Regions from separate parts of the Sus scrofa genome. Here region 2 is linked to region 1. A link is a contact called in public HiChIP or PLAC-seq data. All regions are on one chromosome and are shown on one strand. The core of a region is the stretch at or near the end of the contact, and the rest is flanking DNA. Distances in the headings are between cores, read along the strand shown. Region 1 holds the start of CS (citrate synthase). Region 2 holds the start of BAZ2A (bromodomain adjacent to zinc finger domain protein 2A).

Evidence for each region. HiChIP or PLAC-seq counts read pairs in DNA pulled down with a chosen protein or histone mark.
Region 2: an H3K27ac HiChIP or PLAC-seq map of alveolar macrophages shows a contact between it and region 1. The contact joins the promoter of BAZ2A here to the promoter of CS in region 1. A contact is called at or near these places in 1 of 5 promoter capture datasets (fetal liver) and 2 of 2 datasets of contacts at active chromatin or transcription factors (alveolar macrophages and skeletal muscle).

What each region holds. Positions count from the first base shown.
Region 1 is chr5:21,695,205-21,702,210 of Sscrofa11.1, forward strand. It overlaps CS (citrate synthase), which reads right to left and starts at 5,359. Exons shown (of 11, transcript NM_214276.1): 1 at 5,312-5,359. The coding sequence starts at 5,353.
Region 2 is chr5:21,980,216-21,987,585 of Sscrofa11.1, forward strand. BAZ2A (bromodomain adjacent to zinc finger domain protein 2A) reads right to left here and starts at 2,818. Exons shown (of 29, transcript XM_001927752.7): 1 at 2,619-2,818. The coding sequence starts at 2,622. ATP5B (ATP synthase subunit beta, mitochondrial) reads right to left here. Exons shown (of 10, transcript XM_001929410.5): 8 at 6,973-7,185; 9 at 6,377-6,578; 10 at 4,535-4,795. The coding sequence ends at 4,698.

The DNA.
Region 1 (7,006 bases), core at 4,109-6,608:
AATGCCTAGGAAGTCAAAACTTTTTTTTTCTTTTTAGGGCCATACTAGTGACATATGGAAGTTCTCAGGCCAGGGGTGGAATCGGAGTTATAGCCACCAGCCTATGACACTGCCACATGGGATCTGAGCCTCATCTGTGACCTACATCACAGCTCATGGCAACGCCAGATATTTAATTCACTGAGTGAGGCCAGGGATCAAACCTGAATCCTCATGGATACTAGCTGCATTTGCTTCCGCTGTGCCACAATGGGAACTCCAGGAAGAGAAATCTTGAGAAAATAGCCTAAAGTGGACTATTGCTTAGAAGAGCTACTTTTGAAATCATTTAAAAATTAACCAGTAGGAGTTCCCGTCGTGGCGCAGTGGTTAACGAATCCGACTAGGAACCATGAGGTTGCGGGTTCGGTCCCTGCCCTTGCTCAGTGGGTTAACGATCCGGTGTTGCCGTGACCTGTGGTGTAGGTTGCAGACGCGGCTCGGATCCCGCGTTGCTGTGGCTCTGGCGTAGGCCGGTGGCTACAGCTCCGATTCAACCCCTAGCCTGGGAACCTCCATATGCCGCGGGAGCGGCCCAAGAGATAGCAACAACAACAACAACAACAACAACAGACAAAAAGACAAAAGACAAAAAAAAAAAAAAAAAAAAAAAAAAAAAATTAACCAGTAGGAGTTCCCATCGTGGCTCAGTGGTTAACAAATCTGACTAGGAACCATGAGGTTTCGGGTTTGATCCCTGGCCTTGCTCAGTGGGTTAACGGATCTGGCATTGCCGTGAGCTGTGGTGTAGGTTGCAGACTTGGCTCAGATCCTGTGTTGCTGTGTGGCTCTGGCATAGGCCAGCAGCTGTAGCTCTGATTCTATCCCTAGCCTGGGAACCTCCATATGCCACAAGTGTAGCCCTAGCAAAGACCAAAAAAAAAAAAAAAAAAAAAAAAAAAAAGATAATAATAAAAATAACCAGTAATGGGAGTTCCTGTTGTGGTGCAGCAGAAACGAATCCGATTAGGAAACATGAGGTGTTGGGTTCAATCCCTGGCCTCGATCAGTGGGTTAAGGACCTGGCGGTGGTGAGCTGTGGTGTAGGCCAGAAGCTACAGCTCTGATTAGACCCCTAGCCTTGGAACCTCCATATGCCGCACGTGCAGCCCTGAAAAGACAAAAGGCCAAAAACAAACAAACAAACAAAAAAAACCCCCACAGTAATGGATGGAACATGATGGAATATGCAAAGAATGTATATGTATATATGACTGGGTCACTTCGCTGTTAGCAGAAATTGGCACAACACTGTAAATCAACTATAATTTTATTTTTTATTATTATTTTTTTGGTCTTTTGTCTTTTAGGGCTGCACGTGTGGCATATGGAGGTTCCAAGGCTAGTGGTCTAATCGGAGCTGTAGTTGCCAGACTACGCCACAGCCATGCCAGATCCTTAACCCACTGAGCAAGGCCAGGATTGAACCCACCACCTCATGGTTCCTAGTCGGATTCATTTCCACTGTGCCACGATAGGAACTCCATAATTTTTTTAAAAATTTAAAAAAAGGGCTCCAACACTCAAAGTTTCATATACATTAAATATAGTTGTCAAAAGGACTGAATGTTGGTTTACTGGCTCAAGAGTCGGGGATCACCAAACATCTCAGCCAACAGAGGCACCTGAAAAAATACAAGTTCCAGATCTCATCCCACCTTCACTGAATCAAAATTTGAAGGAGGATTTGCAAATGTGCAACGTTAACAAGCACCCCAAGTGGTGATGCCCACTGTGAACTTACAGACCTTTTTAAAGGATAAGATGTTAAAAGAAATATAGCAGTTAGGGTAGTTGAGGGAAGAACTGAAAGAGATCCTAAGATCTACTGCTAAAGTTGCCTCACTACTGTTTTAAATTTCACTCAAATCCTACTCAACTCTTTCACATAAGGCACTGAAAACAGGGCAGAAGGAATTACTCTGTGGCTTTAGGGAAATCCACCAAGTCTGCTTTCCTGCCTTCTGCCCACCTGGATTTCAGAATGAGGAATGCCAGCCTTCCCTCCTCTGATTATCTATTTCACCACTACTCACCTCGATGCCTCCCCACACCCATGCATTCACCTGCTACCAATCTAAAGACCACTAGGAAGAACAAATGCAATCATACCAACACTATAAAGCACATGATGAGGCTTTATTCTCCACTTTTCATCTTTGGTCCATCTAGTAGGCATCAAGAAATCGCCATTACTTTGGGTAGGCTGATAAAGTGAAGGCAAGTGCTTGAAAAAGATGAATGATTTGATTGCTTGCTCTTAAAAGTTTGGGGCTCTAAGCCTAACATTTCACAGGACAAAACTGACTCAGTTTTTTTTGTTGTTGTTGTTGTTTTGTTTTTGTCTTTGTAGGGCTGCACCCCACGGTATTTGGAGGTTCCCAGGCTAGGGGTCTAATCAGACCTACAGATGCCGGCCTACACCACAACCACAGCAACACGAGAACTGAGCTGTGTCTGTGACCTACACCACAGCTCACGGCAACATTGGATCCTTAACTCACTGAGTGAGGCCAGGGATTGAACCTGCAACCTCATGGTTCATAGTTGGATTTGTTTCCGCTGTACCACAACAGAAATTCCATGACTCAGTTTTGTTGAACCCAATTTCAGACTAGGATTTATGTAAGAGGTGTTCAGCAGTGGTGTAGGTCTACTGTAAAGGAATCATGAGTATCAATTTAAATGTCATGAAAAAGTCTAGAAATAATCTAAAAACACTTTTGGATTGATTTACTCAGTTACCAAACATCCTAGCTCAGAGGAACAAATCTCAATGGTACAAGCAGCAACTAAGGTTGGTAAAGTCACTCTGGCATTAAGACTCCAAAAGTTGGAGTTCCCGTCGTGGTGCAGTGGTTAACGAATCCAACTAGGAACCATGAGGTTGCGGGTTCGATCCCTGCCCTTGCTCAGTGGGTTAAGGATCCGGCATTGTTGTGAGCTGTGGTGTAGGTCGAAGATGCGGCTCGGATCCGGAGTTGCTGTGGCTCTGGTGTAGACCGGCAGCTGTAGCTCTAATTTGACCCCTAGCCTGGGAACCTCCATATGCTGCAGGAGTGGCCCTAGAAAAGGCAAAAAGACAAAAAAAAAATAAATAAATAAATAAAAAGAATCCAGAAGTTAACTGATGGCCCTACTCTAATTCCCAACCTAAATCACCTATGAAAAGACAGTATTTACAGCACAAAGCTAAGACACCCACATGTAATTCTAAAGCCACTGCCTGGTAGAAATTCATTCAAATAAACAAGAAGTCAAATAATTTAAGGCTCTGAAGAGGTGGTCTCTCCAACTCAAATGTTGATTAAATTACCTGACGGGGGTAGGGTGGAATGACAAAACAATGACTGGCATTTGCGTCTGCTAGTGAGATTAAAAAAATTTCTCAGAAAAAGTGAAACCACACCTAACCCTGAGAATTAAAGTGGGCAGAGGTCAGTTTTCTGGGGTTAAAAGACTATTTTTGCCTTCTAAAGCCTACCTTAATAGCAAAAGTAAAACTGAGTACCAATTAAGCCACAGGATAATCTGCAAAGCTCAGGCAGGAGCTGGCAATGCTGACAAAGTGAAAGGCTTTTTGATATCCTGGCTATACTGCTTAGATCTCAGGAAATTTCCACTCCTCAGACTATTGGGCTTTGTTAATTTTAAGGGTCAAAAGCCTTCTAGTGGCTTCCAATATACAGGTTTCTGGAATCCTTAGGTGCATCTTTAACAGGAAAGTAAACAAAACAATAATGACACTATAATTAGGTAACCTGGTCAACCCAAAAGCTTTCGGAGTTTCTCCAGAGGCTTAGGAGACAAAATAAATTCAAATCTAAATTCTAAAAGCTTTTTCAAACTCACCCTAGGGTTAGACAATCTGGTCTGGGTTAGCAGCTCTGGAATGAGCTAATTATAGTGTCCTGTATTCTGCCAAAACACTATCTAGAACTTGCTTCATTTCCCAAGAGGCTTCCTTACCCTGTTCTCTGGCAGTGGGAGAACTACTGTCAAATAAGACATGTATCTCCCAAATGATCAGCCTCCACTCTGCTGCTGAGTGCCTGAAAGAACCCCAGTGTAAATCCTATAGGCCTCACCTTGTCTGCCAGCCATGCAAGATAACACACAGTAAGCCAACACCATTCTAAAGTTTTCCTTTCCTTCCCTTCAGGTGCTGGCAGCTTTAATCTGTCTGCAAAAGAGAAAGTATAAGTTCTTTGCAGGAGTCAAGGTCACTTGTGGAACTGTCCCTCCTTGGATTAGAAGGCTGGGACTCCCCTCAGCACAGCAGTTTCTCTGTTTAAAGGGTCAAGTTACCCAGCGACAAAAGTAATTTTGGCAATATGAAATTGAAAGCACCATTACCTGCAACAATACTCCTATGGTCCCAGGGGTAGCAAAAGTCAAGTAAAAGACCCCACAGAATAAGAAGAACCTCTCCTAGGTAGAGCGAACTAATAACAAAACCTGAGTGAGTAAGTAGGAGGACCAGTCATGTAACCTTGGAATTACTATCTTCTGCCCTGGATCTTCACTTAGCCTGCAGTTTGGGCAAATAACTTTTCCGGTTCTTTCTCCAATCATATGTGATAATCATGAAGAAGGTTTTACACAGGCGCTCCACCCACCCAAGCTCCTCCTACATAAAAAGTACAAGAGTTCCAAGGACAAAGAGGACCCAGGGTCGCATTCCTCTAGCAAGGACTGCTACGGCTTGATCACTAAAGTAACTGGGTGGAAAAATGCAAGCAGGCAGTTCAGAAACTGACAAGGCCCTTTCTACAAAGCAGAAGCCGAAATTAGCTACTGCTCCAGCTTTGGTCCAGGGATAGAGTGAGCACACTTGCTCACCCCTGCCGCTTGTCTTACCGCGGCCACTTGTCTTACCCCGCCCCCTCCTCCAAACAGGCTCTTTTCCTAACTCCAATGGAACACAACACCTATGTTCTGCATTAGCGGCTCCTTTTTCCAAGGCCAAGCATCCGCCCGCACCCCCGACCCCGCCGCTCCAGACATGCGAGGTGACAGTAGGGTCCGGCCTCCCCACCCACCCAAGACCGCAAGCCGGGCGAGTAGCACTCCTTTCACCCCAGGGGCCGGAAGGCCAGCGAAGCACATGGCCCTGGGAGCTCCAGGCAGGGCTGGCGGCCAGCCAAGCGCAGGGTGCCTTTAAGACGCGCTGGAGTGCGTCTGGGTAGGGGAGGGAGACCCCGGAGCTTGAGGGCCTGCAGTCTCCTCAGCCCCACCCCAGGACGGCGCGCTCCCTCCCTTAGTTACTCACCTTGGCTCCGAAGAGCCGGGCGGCCGCAGTGAGTAAGGCCATGGCAGGCGAATTCGGAGATCTGGCGGGGAGGGAAGGAGGGAAGAGAAATGCGGCAGGAACGGGAGCTGCCGCCGCCGCTGCCCCAGAAGCCGCGCTGGCTTGGGGGGGGGACAAGGTTGAAAGGAGGCTGCTGAGGGAAAGGGTAGACGAGCCGGCGGCGGCGCCCAGCCCGGGGTCCTCAAGGAAGCCCCGCCTACCGCCCGGAACCCGCTCCCGCCCCCTCTCAAGGGCTTGCTCCGGGCTCGGCCATTGGTCCGGCCTGCGTGGGGGGCGGGCCCTAAGCCGTTGACAGCAGTTGTGATGGGGAGGATTGGACCGTCCGAGGTAGGCTAATTAAGGGTGTAAGGGCGGGGGGAAGCGTATAGGTGGCTAAGTATGTGCCTGAGACCCCAGTTAACTTCCTTCTTAGGCTTTCTCCTTAACCCTTATCCACAGTTGGGGTTAATTCTGAGATGGCTTTTAGTGAAAAAGCGCTAAGGACTTCGATTTTTAAAGGTCCTCGGAAGTCAACCCCTTAATACACTATCAATGCAAGTGGTCCTACTTCTTTGGCATGCTATCTTGAACAGTGTCTTTGGTCAATGACTTAATGGCCATAGAGGTGATACAATGTGGACAGAGGCAGTGATGTTAGAGTTAGCTACTTGGTGGAGGTCATTTGAGGCAAGCGGAAGCCATGGCATTGTAGATACCAACAGACCCCAGAATGTGGAGAAGGAAAGCTGAGGTAGGTCCCTGAATATCCAGTGGTTTTTGCGGACTCTCAGTTTTGTGTCTAGTGCCAAGAAATCCAAATCTTACTAGGCCCCCTTAATATGAAGGCTTCCGGTGCAGGTCAGGCCCTCTGGGTACAGATCATTAGTTTCAGTGCCACTCCAGTCACATAACCCCACACAGCCAGTCCACCCCACATCTATCTAGCTGAAAGATGAGCTTGGAGTTCCCACTGTAGCTCAGTGGGTTAAGAACCTGACATAGTGTCCATGAGGATGCAGGTTTATCCCCGGCTCGCTCAGTGGGTTAAGGATCTGGCACTGCCTCAAGCTGTGGGGAAGTTCACAGATGAGAGAAGCTCAGATCCAACATTGCTGTGGCCAGCAGCTGCAGTTCTGATTCCACCCCTAGCCCAGGAACTTCCATAACCCACAGGTGTGACTATAAAAAAAAAAGTTGAGGCGTCAAAAACCAACCCGCAACAAAAATCACCTCACCCCCCCCCCTTTGGCCAAGGCCTGCAGCCTGATTTCCTGGGCCAGGGATGAACACGTGCCACAGCAGTGACAAACTGGATCTTTATTCTGCTGTGCCACAATGGAACTTCATCACCTCCCTTTTTGTCACATCACTGCTGTCACTCCCATAGGACCTCCGGACCTTTACACCTATTTGGCTGTCTTCTATACACTTTTTATCATGCTCCCCAGAGACCGTTATAAATGAACCATAGCACTAAAATGACCTTTCATTATCTTTTTCTTCCTCTGCTTTTTAGAGCTACACCCGAGGCATACGGAGGTTTCCAGGTCTGTGGTTGAATCAAAGCTAGAGCCGCCAGCCTATGCCACAGCCACATGACACGGGATCCCAGCCACATATGTGACCTATACCACAGTTCAGGGCAATGCCAGATCCTTAATCCACTGAGCAAGGCTA
Region 2 (7,370 bases), core at 1,568-4,067, 280 kb after region 1:
ATTCGTTTGCATCCCTCTGCTCCCTCCCTCTCCTGGTCCAGGTACTCCTGGAATTCAACTCCAAACACCACTGCTGACCACCCTCTCCTCCCCCCAGCTCCCTCCCAGCCTGTGAAACATGACTCAGAAGTCTGAAGCAAATTCAAACACCCTGTCCCCTCATTCTGGAGTGTCTGATGTTGGAGGTAGTGAGGAATGACAGCACAAGAAGAAAAGGGGCAGAGCCATGGTCTTAGCTGGACTTGGAGGGAGGGGGATAATTATTAAAGACCTCCCTTGCCCTCAATGGCTGAAGGGTTCTTGGTGTTAAGAGGTTCTAGTTGGAAGATGGTCCTCAACCCTGTGACCATTCCAACTTGTCCCCCTTCCCTCTCAGTTTGATGCAAAACAGTCTCCTTCCCTTCTGTATTTTGGGGAGGCCAGATTCTCTTATAACACAGAAGGACCATAATCTGTACTCTTCTCTCCAAAATGGTATATGTCCCATTCCCCCCACTTCCCCATGCAGCAGTCTCCTTTCATATCCTCCATGGTGGTCTCAAGGAGAGGACAGTGAAAACCCTAATTTCCTTAGGACTCCTTTTGCAACTGAATAAAGAAGGCTGGGTTTCCCAGGCCTTCGCCCACCACCCCAACACCCTTAGAGACTTAGCCCTAGCCCCTAACCCAGTATCCCCCAAAAGCCCCTTAAGCCCAGAATCACAAGATTCTGGGTGCAACCCCACCTCCATTCTCTGACTCTGGGGCAGGAACATTCCTAGGTTGGGCAGGCCTGCCCCAAGTCCAAGAGAGCCTTTCCCACCTGAGCTATTTGACGGGGTGCTGCGGTCGGGCACCCCTAAAGTCCTAAAGATGGGGTGGGATGAGGGCTACAGAAAAGCTTCAGATGGGAGTTAGTTGAACTTGAAGGGCTCAGCGGAGCCGGGCCTGAAAGTGACTCCACTCTATAACCCCCCCACCCCCCTCCTTTAATACAGGGACGGAAAGGAGTTAGGGTGGCGGTTATTCCCCCTCCCATTGGAGGTTAGGATGGCGTGGGAAAGCGATGGTTCCAGAGGGAGGAGGAGAAACCCAGACCGCGGGAGATTTTTCTGGCGAGGAAGACGCGGGGGAGGGGGAGATCCTAGGTCCAGAGTAGGAGGGGTACCCTGGAGAGATTGGCCGAGAGGCGTGAGAAGCCTCCGGATTCCGGTCGCAGAGGACAGGAGAGAAATGGGTGAGTAGATAGTGCGGGGGAGAGAGGAAGGGCAGCTCCCGCAGGGGGAGGGTCAGATCCTGCGTCCAGGGCAGCGGGGATCCCGGGGAAGGGGACCGCAGGGGCGGCCCGCCCAGGGACTCCAGGACCGGTCGTAGGTGCCAGGCCTCACCTGGAGCAGGGCCGGGCGGCGGCGGCGGCGGCGGCGGCGCAGGTGGCCGAGCCGGGCGGCGGCGGCGCCTCCTCCCCCAGCCCTGGGCCGGCCGCGGCGGAGCGGGAGGTGGGGGGGGAGCACTTAAAGGGGCAGGAGCTACTGGGGTAAGGACGAACGCTCCGATAGGGCTGTCGCGAAGAATCCTCTGGGGGAGGGGACGCTGGTGGCGTCTCCTAGGGGCCAGAACCAGGAAGGATCCCAGATGGAGGAAGAGAACAGATCCCAGGAAGAAGAGACAGAAACTTGGGTGGTGAAGTGGGGGAGGGTGGTGGGTCCGAACTGGAGGACTTGGGAGAGCTCCGCCTGCGCTCCGGGGGCACTGGCAAAGATCTCTTCACAAAGGAGGGCATGAAAGACAGTGAGAGTCACAAGGACTCCCGAGGAGTGAAGGTGCCAAAGAGGGAACTCGAGGCCGAGCCTGCTGGGGGTAACAGCGGCCCTACCAGGTGCACAGGTTCCCTGTTTCAGCTCCTCACCGACCCAATCTCTTCAGCGGTGGAAAGACACAGCCTCTTTCCTCAAGCTCGGCCCAAGTTTAAAAGTCTCTGGAATCAGGAAGCCACGAGAGCAAAGACCTCCTAGGCCTCCTAGGCCTTTCAATGTCAGTCCTCCCTCTCTGAGTCTTCTCAGTGACTGGAGCAAGGGGGACCGCCAACAGCAGCCCTAGTGAGGCTGATGTAGAACTGTGAGAATTGTGCTTTCTGAATTCTAGTTCAGCTTTCCCCCAACCACCACCACCCTTGCAGCAACCTCTGGGGCAACAGGAAGCAGCTGCTCAGTGCAGCCCCCACCTGGTGGTGGGTCAGGGTGGGGGAGGAAAGAAGACAGGGACTTAAAAAGCCCAGGAGAAAATGGGGGAAGATACACCTTTAAAAAATCTTCCAATGAGACCAAAAGTAGGCTTTACTTTTTTTAGGGGGGAGCAGCAGTGAGTGTAAAATAGTGGGAGGCTCAAGGAGCTGGGGAAATGGGGGTGAGGTGGGAAAGCCCCCACCTAAGGTGCAGTCTCAGGTTCTTCCCTGGAGCTGGAGCTTTCCAACGTTCGTGGTCGGCAGCCTCATCAGCTGAGCCCTGTGCCCCTATAGTCTGGCGTCTCCTCCTTCACCCCTCAAAAGAGCAAAGGTTAGGCCCCACCCCTGCTGAGTCAGCCAGGGAGGGAGGTAGGCATCCCTCAGGCCTTCCCCGAGGGGGGCCGGTCTTCATACTTACCCATGTCAGGCTGGCTGGGCTTCAGGGCTGGGACCACCTAGCTCCTCACCGTCCTTGATTCCCCCTTCACGTGAAGGCTGGTGTTAGATCCTCCCAAACTGTGAGCTGGGAACCAGCACGAATCAAAAAGCCAATGTATGCTTCCTGCGAACCACAGCCTGAACTGCTGTAGGGTGATGTCCCTGTGTGACAGACTGGGGTGGGGAGGGAGGAGGGAAGGGCGGGGCTTTCTCTGGGTGGAGAGGGAGGAGGCGGTGAGGACGGGGCAGAACCAGGAGAAATATGGAGGAAGGTTAGATCTGTGTTGACACTCCAGTGGCATGCTACAAGAAGAGACCGATGAAGGAGGAAGGAAATAAACAGTTGCAGGTAGTGAGAGGAAGAAGTTTCTGGATGAATGCTGAGAGATGTAAATGTGGGGGTGGAGGGATAGAAATGACCTTTAGGGTCGTAGTTCCCAGGTCTGCATCTGGATAACAAGGGAAAGTGGAGCAAAAAGGGCCGGCCCTGGGGGCTCCTGCACCAGCTTCTTACCCCACTTCAGTCTTGACCCAGAGGATGTGTGCCCCCACCCCATAACTCAGCATTTCCCCAAATTCAGGATTTTCTGGGAGCAAACTACCAGGCACAGGCAGCTCAGGGGCTCCACCTTCCGTCCAGATCACGACACAGAAGAGACTGGTGCCAAGGACGTCATAGGCAGATGGGAGGAAACTTATAGAGGCCCCTACTCCACCCCTGGCTCCTCTCCCAAGGCCCCTCCCCAACCTTCAGCCCCCGGGGGCCTCTGAATTGGGATGTTTGTCCTACCCGGCTCCTAATCAACTTGAATGCCTCAGGGTGGAGCTTATAGATTCAGGCTCCTCCTCAGGACAAAAGCCCCAGCCGGTTTGTAAACAGTCATTAGCTAAGAACCACATCCCTGCAAATGGCCTTCAAGGATTTCAAAATGGTGAGATGAGAGTTTGTGCAGAGCCTCTAGCCCTACCACCAGAGGGCAGGATATGGGTCTGGGCCCAGAAAATATTTCAGGAGCACCAAATCCGACCTAGTACTTGTTTGAAACTGGGTGTGCCTTTGAGTAATTCTTATAATCCTGCACCTTTCGGTTGGCTAAAGTGAAGGGGCAATTGTCTAATTCCACTATTTAGCTGAGAAACCCCAAGCCCAGCAACCCTGCAAATTACTATTCCTCTGTAACAGATTTCAATTTTTAGGGATCTTAGAATAGGGCTAATGGCACTTTAAACCCTGCACTGCCTCAAGGAACCACATACAAGTCTTGCCCAAAATACATGATGAAAAAAAACAAAACCGTGGCAATGGTGGGGCGGTGGTGGGTTGACTCAAATTTTGCACAGATCAGTATTAATCCTTCAAAACACTGATTAACCCCTTACTTCTCTTAGAGTAGCACTTATTTTTAAACCACCCAACCCACTTTTCCCAGTGTGCTTTTCTGAAAAAAACCTTTTTATTTAGCATAGAGTTTTGGGCCAGGGATCAGATCTGAGCTAGTCTCAGCTGTAGCAACACAGGATTCTTTAACCCACTGTGCTGGGCTAGGATCAAACCTGCATCCCAAGGTTCCAGAGATGCCACCACAGCAGGATGTCCCCTTTTGCTTTTTTAATCAAATAAGGTGCTAAATAGAATACTGAAGAGCCAAAAAATTGATTTGCCATGAACAACATAAAAGGCCAAAGTTGAGACCCTACTAGTAAGATCACATCATCCACAGGAAACTCCTCACAAGACTCATGCTAGTTTATTAATCCGAACTAGCAGCTTTTCTTTTTTTGATGACCCCATTTCAAACGTATATGGCCCATTTCATGCTGTTTCTTGTGACTATTCTAAAATTGCTAAAAACCTCAGTGTTGGCTTTGTTTTTAGGACCAAGAACAACAGACAGATGATGAGGGATGTACATTTTATTGGAAACCTTAAATACTCTTCAGACAGAATACAATGTCTTCAATCAAGGCTCTCATGGCCTACAGGGAAAACTGCATTTTGGATGAGGGGCAAGAGAGGGCCACAAAGAGGATGAGTACTTAGTTTGCCAAAAGGACTCCCTCATGAGTGCTCTTCAGCCAGTTTATCAGCTTTTGCCACAGCTTCTTCAATGGGTCCCACCATATAGAAAGCCTGTTCTGGGAGATGGTCATATTCACCTATATGGAAAAAAATGCCAACTGGTGAGAAGTGGAAGAATATCAATTTTCTGCAGTGGGTACCTCACCACTTGACGCCATTATTCAGAATATGAAATCATATCATCTTAAAAATCTTTTACTTTGCTTTTTATGGCTACATGTGCAGCACATGAAGTTCCCAGGCTAGGGGTTTAATCAGAGCTGCAACTGCCAGCGTACACCACAACCACAGCAATGGATTATCTGAGCAGAGTCTTCGACATACACCACAGCTCATGCCAACACCGGATCCCTTAACCCACTGAGTGAGGCCAGGGATAGAACCCCCATCCTCATGGATACAGGTTCATAACCATGAGCCACAAAGGGAACTCCCAATTAGAAATCTTTTCTGGGAGTTCCCGTTGTGGCATGGTGGAAACAATTCCAACTAGGAACCACGAGGCTGTGGGTTCGATCCCTGACCTCGCTCAGCGGGTTAAGGATTCAGTACTGCCGTGAGCTGTGATGTAGGTCACAGATGCAGCTCTGATTTGGCATTGCTATGACTCTAGTGTAGGCTGGCAGCGATAACTTTGATTAGACCCCTAGCCTAGGAACCTCTATGTGCTGTGGGTGTAGCCCTAAAAAAAAAAAAAAAAAAAAAAAAAAAAAAAAAAAAAAAAAAAAAGAAAAGAAAAGAAAAAAGAATTCTTTTCTTAACAAACTTCCCTCACAAACCCAATTCACAAGACATAACTACAGTATAGATTAAGAACAAGTTGTCCAGGGGTTGCCTCCATGGCACATCAGAAACAAATCCGACTAGGAACTATGAGGTGTTGTGGGTTTGATCCCTGACCTCGCTCAGGGGGTTAAGGATCTGGCATCGCCGTGAGCTGTGGTGTAGGTCGCAGAAGTGGCTTGGATCCAGCATTGCTGTGGCTGTGGCACAGAAGCTACAGCTCCGATTCAACCCACAGTCTGGGAACCTCCATATGCTGTGGGTGCGGCCCTGAAAAGACAAAAGACCAAAAAAAAAACCCCACAAAAAAACAGTATTCCAGAGTCACATAAATTCACGTTCAAATTCTTGCTCTCCACTTTGGCTGTATGACATTGGGTTTTGGCTTTGTGATAAGTTTCCTGGTTTGTAAAACAGAATAATACCTTTGGGTTTTTTTTGGTCTTTTTAGGGTGGCACCTGAGGCATATGGAGGTTCCCAGGCTAGGAGTCGAATCGGAGCTGTAGCCGCTGGCCTACACCACAGCTCACAGCAACACTGGATCCTTAACCCACTGAGAGAGGCTAGGAATTGAACCCATGTGCTCATGGATACTAGTCAGGTTCGTTAACCACTGAGCCATGACAGGAACTCTGTGCCTTCCTTATGATGATGTTGTAATTCACTTAGAATAGTTAGCACTGAAAGCTCTCAGTCTCACTCTCAGAAATCAAGTACTTCCAAAAATTGATGGGAAATAACTTTTTGCATAAAAATTATACTAGGCACAGTATACTTATATATTACTTGCTGATTCCTTAAATGGGAACATGACATACATAGCAAGTATTCAAGGGATTTCAGCTTCTCTGCCATTTTATACTTGAGATCTCACCTGCCAAAATCTGCTGGAATCCTTTGATGGTCTCCTTCAGGGGTACCAACTTCCCCAAGTGACCTGTAAAGACCTCAGCAACCTGGAATGGCTGAGACAGGAAACGCTGTATTTTCCGTGCACGGGACACAGTTAACTTGTCTTCCTCAGAAAGTTCATCCATGCCCAGGATGGCAATGATATCTTGGAGGGATTTGTAGTCCTGTGAGAAAATGAGAGGCCTGAGTAAACATTTACATTCCTTTAATTTGGACAAAAACCTAAGGGTTAATACAAATTTATACTCACATATGAACACTTTAGCACCTTATCTCACTTCTTAACTGAAACAAATTAGTTACTTGGGGGTTAGGAGGGCCCTCAGCTAAGATCAGTGTCTGGTTCTCCCACTCCTACTCTTAGGTGCTGTTAAAGAAAATCAGATTTTAAACATGGAGTACCTGGAAACCTAAGAGACTTCATTAACACTCATTAGGAACTGCTGGTCTCATCTTGCTTGCTCTAAAGCAAATCACACCAAGTCACCAAAGATCTGATCCTAACATAGTTCCCAAATTCCCCGACTTATGGCCACTGATCTCACCTACAATACTTACCTGTAGGATCTTTTGCACTCCACGGGCAACATCATAATGCTCACTGCCAACAATGTTGGGATCCATGATTCGAGAAGTAGAGTCCAGAGGATCCACAGCGGGATAAATGCCCAGCTCAGCAATAGCACGGGATAGCACAGTGGTAGCATCCAAATGCGCAAAGGTGGTGGCAGGAGCAGGGTCAGTCAAGTCATCAGCTGGCACATAGATGGCCTAAAATGAGTCAGGAAGCCATGTAATTCTATTTAAGCCATCCCTTTTTCTGATCTCTCATTTTGTCACTCTATCAGGTTCAAAAAGGGTGGATTCAAGAGTTCCACTGTGGCACAATGGCGGGATTGGTGGCATCTTCAGAGAGCTGGGACACAGGTTCAATCCCCAGCCTGGCACAGTGGGTT